2 separate regions of the Sus scrofa genome follow, and region 1 is linked to region 2. The links are chromatin contacts, called in public Hi-C maps. All regions are on one chromosome and are shown on one strand. The core of a region is the stretch at or near the end of the contact, and the rest is flanking DNA. Distances in the headings are between cores, read along the strand shown. Region 1 holds the start of CNOT1 (CCR4-NOT transcription complex subunit 1). Region 2 holds the start of CFAP20 (cilia and flagella associated protein 20).

Region 1 (3,115 bases), core at 392-2,891, 400 kb after region 2:
GTTTCCACAGAAGGACTTGGGACCCCAACTTGTTGAAAAGGGACCAACTCTCCAAACATGTTTCATCGTATGACCATTTCAGTCAAAGCCCAGTTAGATGCCTAAAACTTTATGTATCATCAGATCATTTTCTCCTTAGACAAGGTAACAACTTGCAGCGAAACAGGATTATTTAAACTGTTACCATTCATCTTATTAACAGCTAAAATACTATGCTACCATTCTTGGCATTTTAAACCCAAATACCTCTACAAAAACAAGTTTGTTCCTGATCTGATTGACCTACTTCCCAGTTTTTTATTTGTCCACTTTTTCATCCATGTGAACCTGTTCCTATCAAATGGACTGTCATGAGGGAAATGTTCAGAATTTTTCCCCAAAAAGTAATCAGTGAGACTCAATCAATTAGTTGTTAACCTCATGGCAACAGAACGTAGAGAAATAAGGAAAGAAAACTGTGTTACCACCAACAAAAAGACGTTCTCAGAATCCTAAAAATTAGGGCCTTTGAGTGACTTCAGAGCAAAAGTTTTCTTCTCAAAGTTTACTTTAAACACAACATTTCCAAACCCACAGAGAGGAAGCATTAAAGCGCAGTCCTAGTGGGGATGCTCATCTGTAGGAGCCCGGTGGGGTGAAACCTGCAGGGGTGGGGGTTACTGAAACGGAGTATCTGTGCGTTTGGCCTTATGTAACCCCTACAAGATCCGCAGAAAATCTCTCCCCAGCACTGAAGCCTCCATGTGCTCTGCTCACCAGGAGGACACTTTCCATGGGTGAGCAGAAACGCCACTTAGCACAGACACTGGGCCAGGTGGATGGGGGCCGACTTCGGAGCGAGTGTGAGAGCGCCCGGGCGCGCGAATGGAACAAAACCTGTGGCAAGAAGTAATAAGGAAGTGCCTCGCTCCCGCCCGCCCCTCCCACCGGCGGACACCCGAAAACACTCGGGGTTTGACAACGTGCTGGGGGCGGGGGGAGGAGGATTGGCAGCTCCGGGTCCAACAACAGGAACTGGGAGTCTGCAACTACTCGGAACACGCTCCCCTCGCCCCCGGGGCTAGGCCTCCTACGCCCATGCCCACTGCACTCATCCGGCAGTTGAGGAGCTCGTGGGGTCTGCGAAGGGGGCAGCCCGCGCGAGGCGAGGCCCAGCCGCCCCAAATGCCGCCACCGCCACCCTCAGAGCTTCCAGGCCCGGGCCGGGGGCCATCCCGAGACTCATCCCGCGCTCTGCCTTCCGCTTCGTGGAGCCTTCACTTCGGCCGCTTCTCTTCAGAGCCCGAAGACTCGCGAGCGAAGAGGAGAGAGTCCGCCCTCTCCCGCCTCGCCACTTCCCCGTCCGACTGCCCCTCACTCCGCGGAGCGCCGGGAAACGTTCCCAATGGCCCCGGGACCACCTCGGTTCCTTCCCGCACCGGCACCCGCGTTCCGTAGCTGACACCGTCAGCCGGCCTCAGCACCTGACCCCAGCCCACCTCACCTCGGGCGGCTCCGGCAGCGCTGGACACAGGAAACTCCTGGGTCCTCGACTCCGGCTCTCCTCGACCCTCTCTTCGGTTAACTCCGCTTGTTTCTCTACAAAATGGCGCCGGAGGTCGCGCGCTCACGTCGCGGCCTTTCCCCTCCCCGTTCCCATTTCATCATTCGCTGCCCGCCCGAGGAGGGATGGCCCCAGCACCAGCCAATGGCCGTACTCCGCCTGTGGCTTCCACCCAATCACCGACGGGTGCCCGCGGATTTAAACCAATCACACTCTATCACTTGCAGAAGTCAAGGAAGAAACCAGGATCCTGCTAGCAACTACCAATCCAGACTCCTACTTCGCGGGCTTTGGCCAATTGCCGCTCACCAGTCCCCAGGGACCGGAATCGGAGCCCTCGCGCCTGCGCTCGAGTTGAAGACCAATAAGGAGAGACAGATAACTTCGATGTAGGGCTGCTCGGACTTCCCACCTGCCCTCGAAGTCCTCCACCAATGGGTGTCTGACATTGGCTATGAGAAACCATAAATAAAGGAGGGGGGGGCCCTTAAACCCTTGTTATCCTGCCCGGGAACAACTTTGAGTTACAGTGAAAAGCAGCCTTCCCGTATTCTCCTTCCTCTTTCGAAGTGTCAAATCCGATAGACCACGGGGCTTCCCAATCTCAAACATTCCCCAAACCGCGTATCCCTTTGGCGGGGAACGCCAGCTCCAGAAAGCAAGCCAGGCTGTTACTGGAGTGGTAGCCCTTGCATCCTGGGATCTGTAGTTCACCCAACCCCATCCCTGTCGCAAAAGTAGTGCGTATTCTTCAGTCACTGAATGCGCTCTAGGGGCAGCAATGCATGCTGGAGAACGTAGTCTTCCAGGCTCCCATTTGGTCCTAGCCTGCCTAACTTTACTGGAGAGAACTTTCCTTTCTCGTTCTGCCTATTGAGGAAGGGACTCCTTAGAAAGAGGTGGGAAGCTCAGGCTCAGGTCCTCTTTTTGGCTCACTCCCTGGAGGTGGATAAAAAAGAATATTTATGCCTTTTGCTCTGGGAATAAAAAGCATGGGAACATATCTTTTTAAAGATTTGGAGGTCATCTGTTCCCAGAAGGGTGGGAAGATTGGGAAGAAAGTGTTGGATCTTTTACCTTTTGGAGAAAAACGATCCTAATCTCTGCTGTCCTGAGGCAACACTAAGTTTCTTGTTTGCTAGCCATATGTCTCTTTAAAAAAAATTATGTAAGGCGGGTTAAGGCTCTCTTGTCACTGCTCTGCTTCTCTGGCTGTGGAATCCTGCCCCAAGAACTTACACGTGGGGGGAGGAGGATGTGGTAAAAACATATAACATATAACTTCCTGATGTGGAGCAGCAGGTTAAGGATCCATCGTTGCTGTGGGGCAGGTCACAAGTGCAGCACAGGTCCCATCTTGGGAACGTCCACATGCCATGGGCTCAGCCAAAACAAAACAAACAAAAAACACAACATAAAATTTACCATCGTAGCCATTTTTAAGTTACCATATAGTACTGTTAACTATATGCATGTCGTGCAGCAGATCTCTAGAAAAACTTTTTCATCTTGCAAAACTGAAACTCTATACCCATCAAACAACTCATTTCCTTCCTCCAGTGCTTGAAAACT
Region 2 (3,071 bases), core at 420-2,919:
ATTTTCCGCTAAGGGGAGACAGGGAATTGTTCTGAGGTGAAATCCAAAATTCTTTACCTCATTACCAATAAACTGCTTATTTGGACTATCCCATATCCATCTCTATAAAAACAGCAGTCAGCACACCACCTCTCTCCATTTTCCCAAGAGGAGGCAGTACTAAGGTTATACCCTAAATCACCTGTCTTCCACTTATATTAACTTCTTTTCAAAGAAGGGTACAGACTGCCTGGGAATTTGCATAAGAAAGAAAATATCAAAGTAATCAAATGCAGACCAACCTGTACTTGCAAAACACACATGCCCCCTGCTCAAAACTTCCAAAAAATGGACAAGGTCACCATTTCGTGGGGTCAGTGAAAGTATCATGCAGCTGACACCTGAGTGATGATGAAGAAGAGGTTTTAGGAGTTCCCGTCGTGGCTCAGTGGTTAACAAATCCAACTAAGAACCATGAGGTTGCGGGTTCGGTCCCTGGCCTGGCCCAGTGGGTTGGGGATCTGGCGTTACTATGAGCTGTGGTGTAGTTTGCAGACGAGGCTCGGACCCGGTGTTGCTGTGGCTCTGGCGTAGGCCGGCGCCTACAGCTCCATTAGACCCCTAGCCTGGGAACCTCCATATGCCGTGGAAGCGGCCCAAAAAATAGCAAAAAGACAAAAAAAAAAAACAAGATGTTTTACCTGGGTCTGTGCTTGTTAACCCAAACAAGACGTTATCACCATTTTGCAATTTTCCTGATGGAGAAATAAGGAAAGGCAGAGTACAGACCCCAAGTCACAGTGAGTGTGGAGCAAGTGCCAAGGGCCACCGAATTCTGGCTTGTTCGGGATCAGTGGGAGGAAGGGAGCAAATGAATGAAACCCAAACATAACTGAGTCCTGGCTTTGCCTCTGTAAGGGCGCCTGGAACAAAGGTTCTGTGTCTAGTGCCGAGCATAGGGCCTGGCACAATACAGGGTATCAGTAAATGTTTGTGAAATCAGTGAACAGCAATTCATGTGCACGTCCCCAAAGCAACATCACGTGAGTTTACGCTTTTCAACGCTGTGAAACGGGCACTATTCAACCCCACCATATTATAGATGCAGAAACCGAAGGTTAGGAATCCAGTGACCCAGTCAAATCTGCAAAGAGGGACCACTGTCCTAACTGGACCACGGCCGCAGGTCACTTAAAGCCCAGCCACGCCCACTCCACATGCACTCCAGCTGCTTACACGACGCTCCCTCGTCGACCCTCAGTCACGCCAGGCTGGGGACGGGGCACAGCAGCGACCGCCCGGCCTTCCCCCAGCTCCACATAACTACCCGCCACACCAGGCCCAGCCCGCGGACCCCGCCCCGCCACCGCCCCCAGTCCCTGACCTTTTTGTCCCAGATTTGCAGGGGCTTGCTGCCAATGCTGTAGAGAATGGAGAGGAAGCCGCTCTGGAACGTGTTTTTGAACATATCGCCGGCGGCCTTCTCCTCAGCCGCGCGGAAGCTGACCTAAATGGCTTCACTTAGTGGCGAAGGCAAAAAAGGGGGCCGGCTCTGGCCCAAAGAAAGTACCCTGCGCTCCTGACCTCCCAATTGGTAGCCGCAGACAGCAGGACTTAGACGCGGGACGCTACATCCGCGAGGCTCACTAGCAGAAGAACGAAGCCGCCTCAGCACCGACACCACAGCAACTGCCGCCTGCGCCTCTCTCCCTTCCTTAAATAGAGGCGGTGGGCCGCCCGCCGCCAGAGGTGGATCCCTCCGCCAGCTTGAGCTCGCCCCCGAGAGAGCGGGGCCCAATCCTGCCACAGGGATCACGGACTTCCTGTTTCTTCCGCTCTTAAGCCCCGCCCTAGTTCCGCCGTCTGGAAAAAAGAACCTCGTTGCCAAGGGACTATTTTCCCATCGTTGTCTCAGAGCGGCTTCTAGAAAGCGGAAGGAGACACAAGGTTATAGAATGAGTTGTTAGCATCTGCCCAGTGTCATGGGAACCTGGAGGGGGTGGAGTCAGAGGCGTGAAGTCCAGGCCCCGCCCCCTTAGGGGACAGTAGGAGTTACTAGCGCGAAAGAAAAGTGGGGAAAGGCACGGGTGGCTTGGATGTAAGGAAGTGCTTGCCTGGTTTCCTGCAAATAACAAATAATGCTCTTTGGCATTATTTGATAAGGTTAAAGCAGCTAACCAGTACATGCGCACTAACTACATTAAATGTCTTAAAGGCATCATTGCTTTAATTATTAACAGGATCACTATGAATACACCAGATATCTTAACTTGTGGTATGTGGTCAAAGCAATACTTCAAGGAAAATTTATCACCTTAAATGCATGATTAGAAAACAAGGTCTGAACATTAAGATAAAAGCAGAAATTAATGCAATTAAAATACATTTGAATAGGTTGAATTAGCAGCAGGGTTTTAATCAATTAGTTCTTAGAACATTTTTTTTTTCCTTTTGGTCTTTTTAGGGCCGCACCTGCAGCATATGGAGGTCCCCAGGCTAGAGGTCTAATCAGAGCTACAGCTGCCAGCCTACACCACAGCCACAGCAACGCAGGATCCGAGCCTGTCTGAGACCTACACCATAGCTCACAGCAATGCTGGATCTTGACCCGCTGAGCAAGGCCAGGGATCAAACCCCCAACCTCATGTTTCCTAGTCAGATTCATTTCTGCTGCACCACGATGGGAACTCCAACATTGTTTAATTTTTAAAAATATTTATTTTTATGCCTCACCTGTGGCATAAGGAAGTGGGTCAAATCGGAGCTGCAGCTGCAGGCCTTTGCTATAGCCACAGCAACACTGGATCTCAGCCACATCTGCAACTTGTAATGCCAGGTCCTTAACACACTGAGCAAGGCCAGGGATCCAACCCGCATCCTTTTGGAGACTACATTGGGTTCTCAACCCACTGAGCCACAATGGGAACTCCAGAATGTTTTTTTAAAAAGCATAAAATAAGCTATGCTATTTCAAGTGTGGAAGAAATCCCGGGTGTTGGAAACCAATCACTCATTGAGCATTTGCTTGGATATCATACTCTTGCTCAGGCCTGTGCTGGTTTTATGTGGCTGACAGAAAAGTAGTTTGCAGC

Evidence for each region. A called contact is a pair of places that touch in the nucleus more often than the background predicts.
Region 1: a Hi-C map of skeletal muscle shows a contact between it and region 2, with 5 times the contacts expected there. The contact joins the promoter of CNOT1 here to the promoter of CFAP20 in region 2. A contact is called at or near these places in 3 of 47 Hi-C or Micro-C datasets (heart right ventricle, liver and skeletal muscle) and 1 of 2 datasets of contacts at active chromatin or transcription factors (alveolar macrophages).

The regions. Positions count from the first base shown.
Region 1 is chr6:20,370,659-20,373,773 of Sscrofa11.1, forward strand. It overlaps CNOT1 (CCR4-NOT transcription complex subunit 1), which reads right to left and starts at 1,642. Exons shown (of 49, transcript XM_021093957.1): 1 at 1,484-1,642.
Region 2 is chr6:19,967,678-19,970,748 of Sscrofa11.1, forward strand. It overlaps CFAP20 (cilia and flagella associated protein 20), which reads right to left and starts at 1,670. Exons shown (of 6, transcript NM_001244786.1): 1 at 1,364-1,670. The coding sequence starts at 1,447.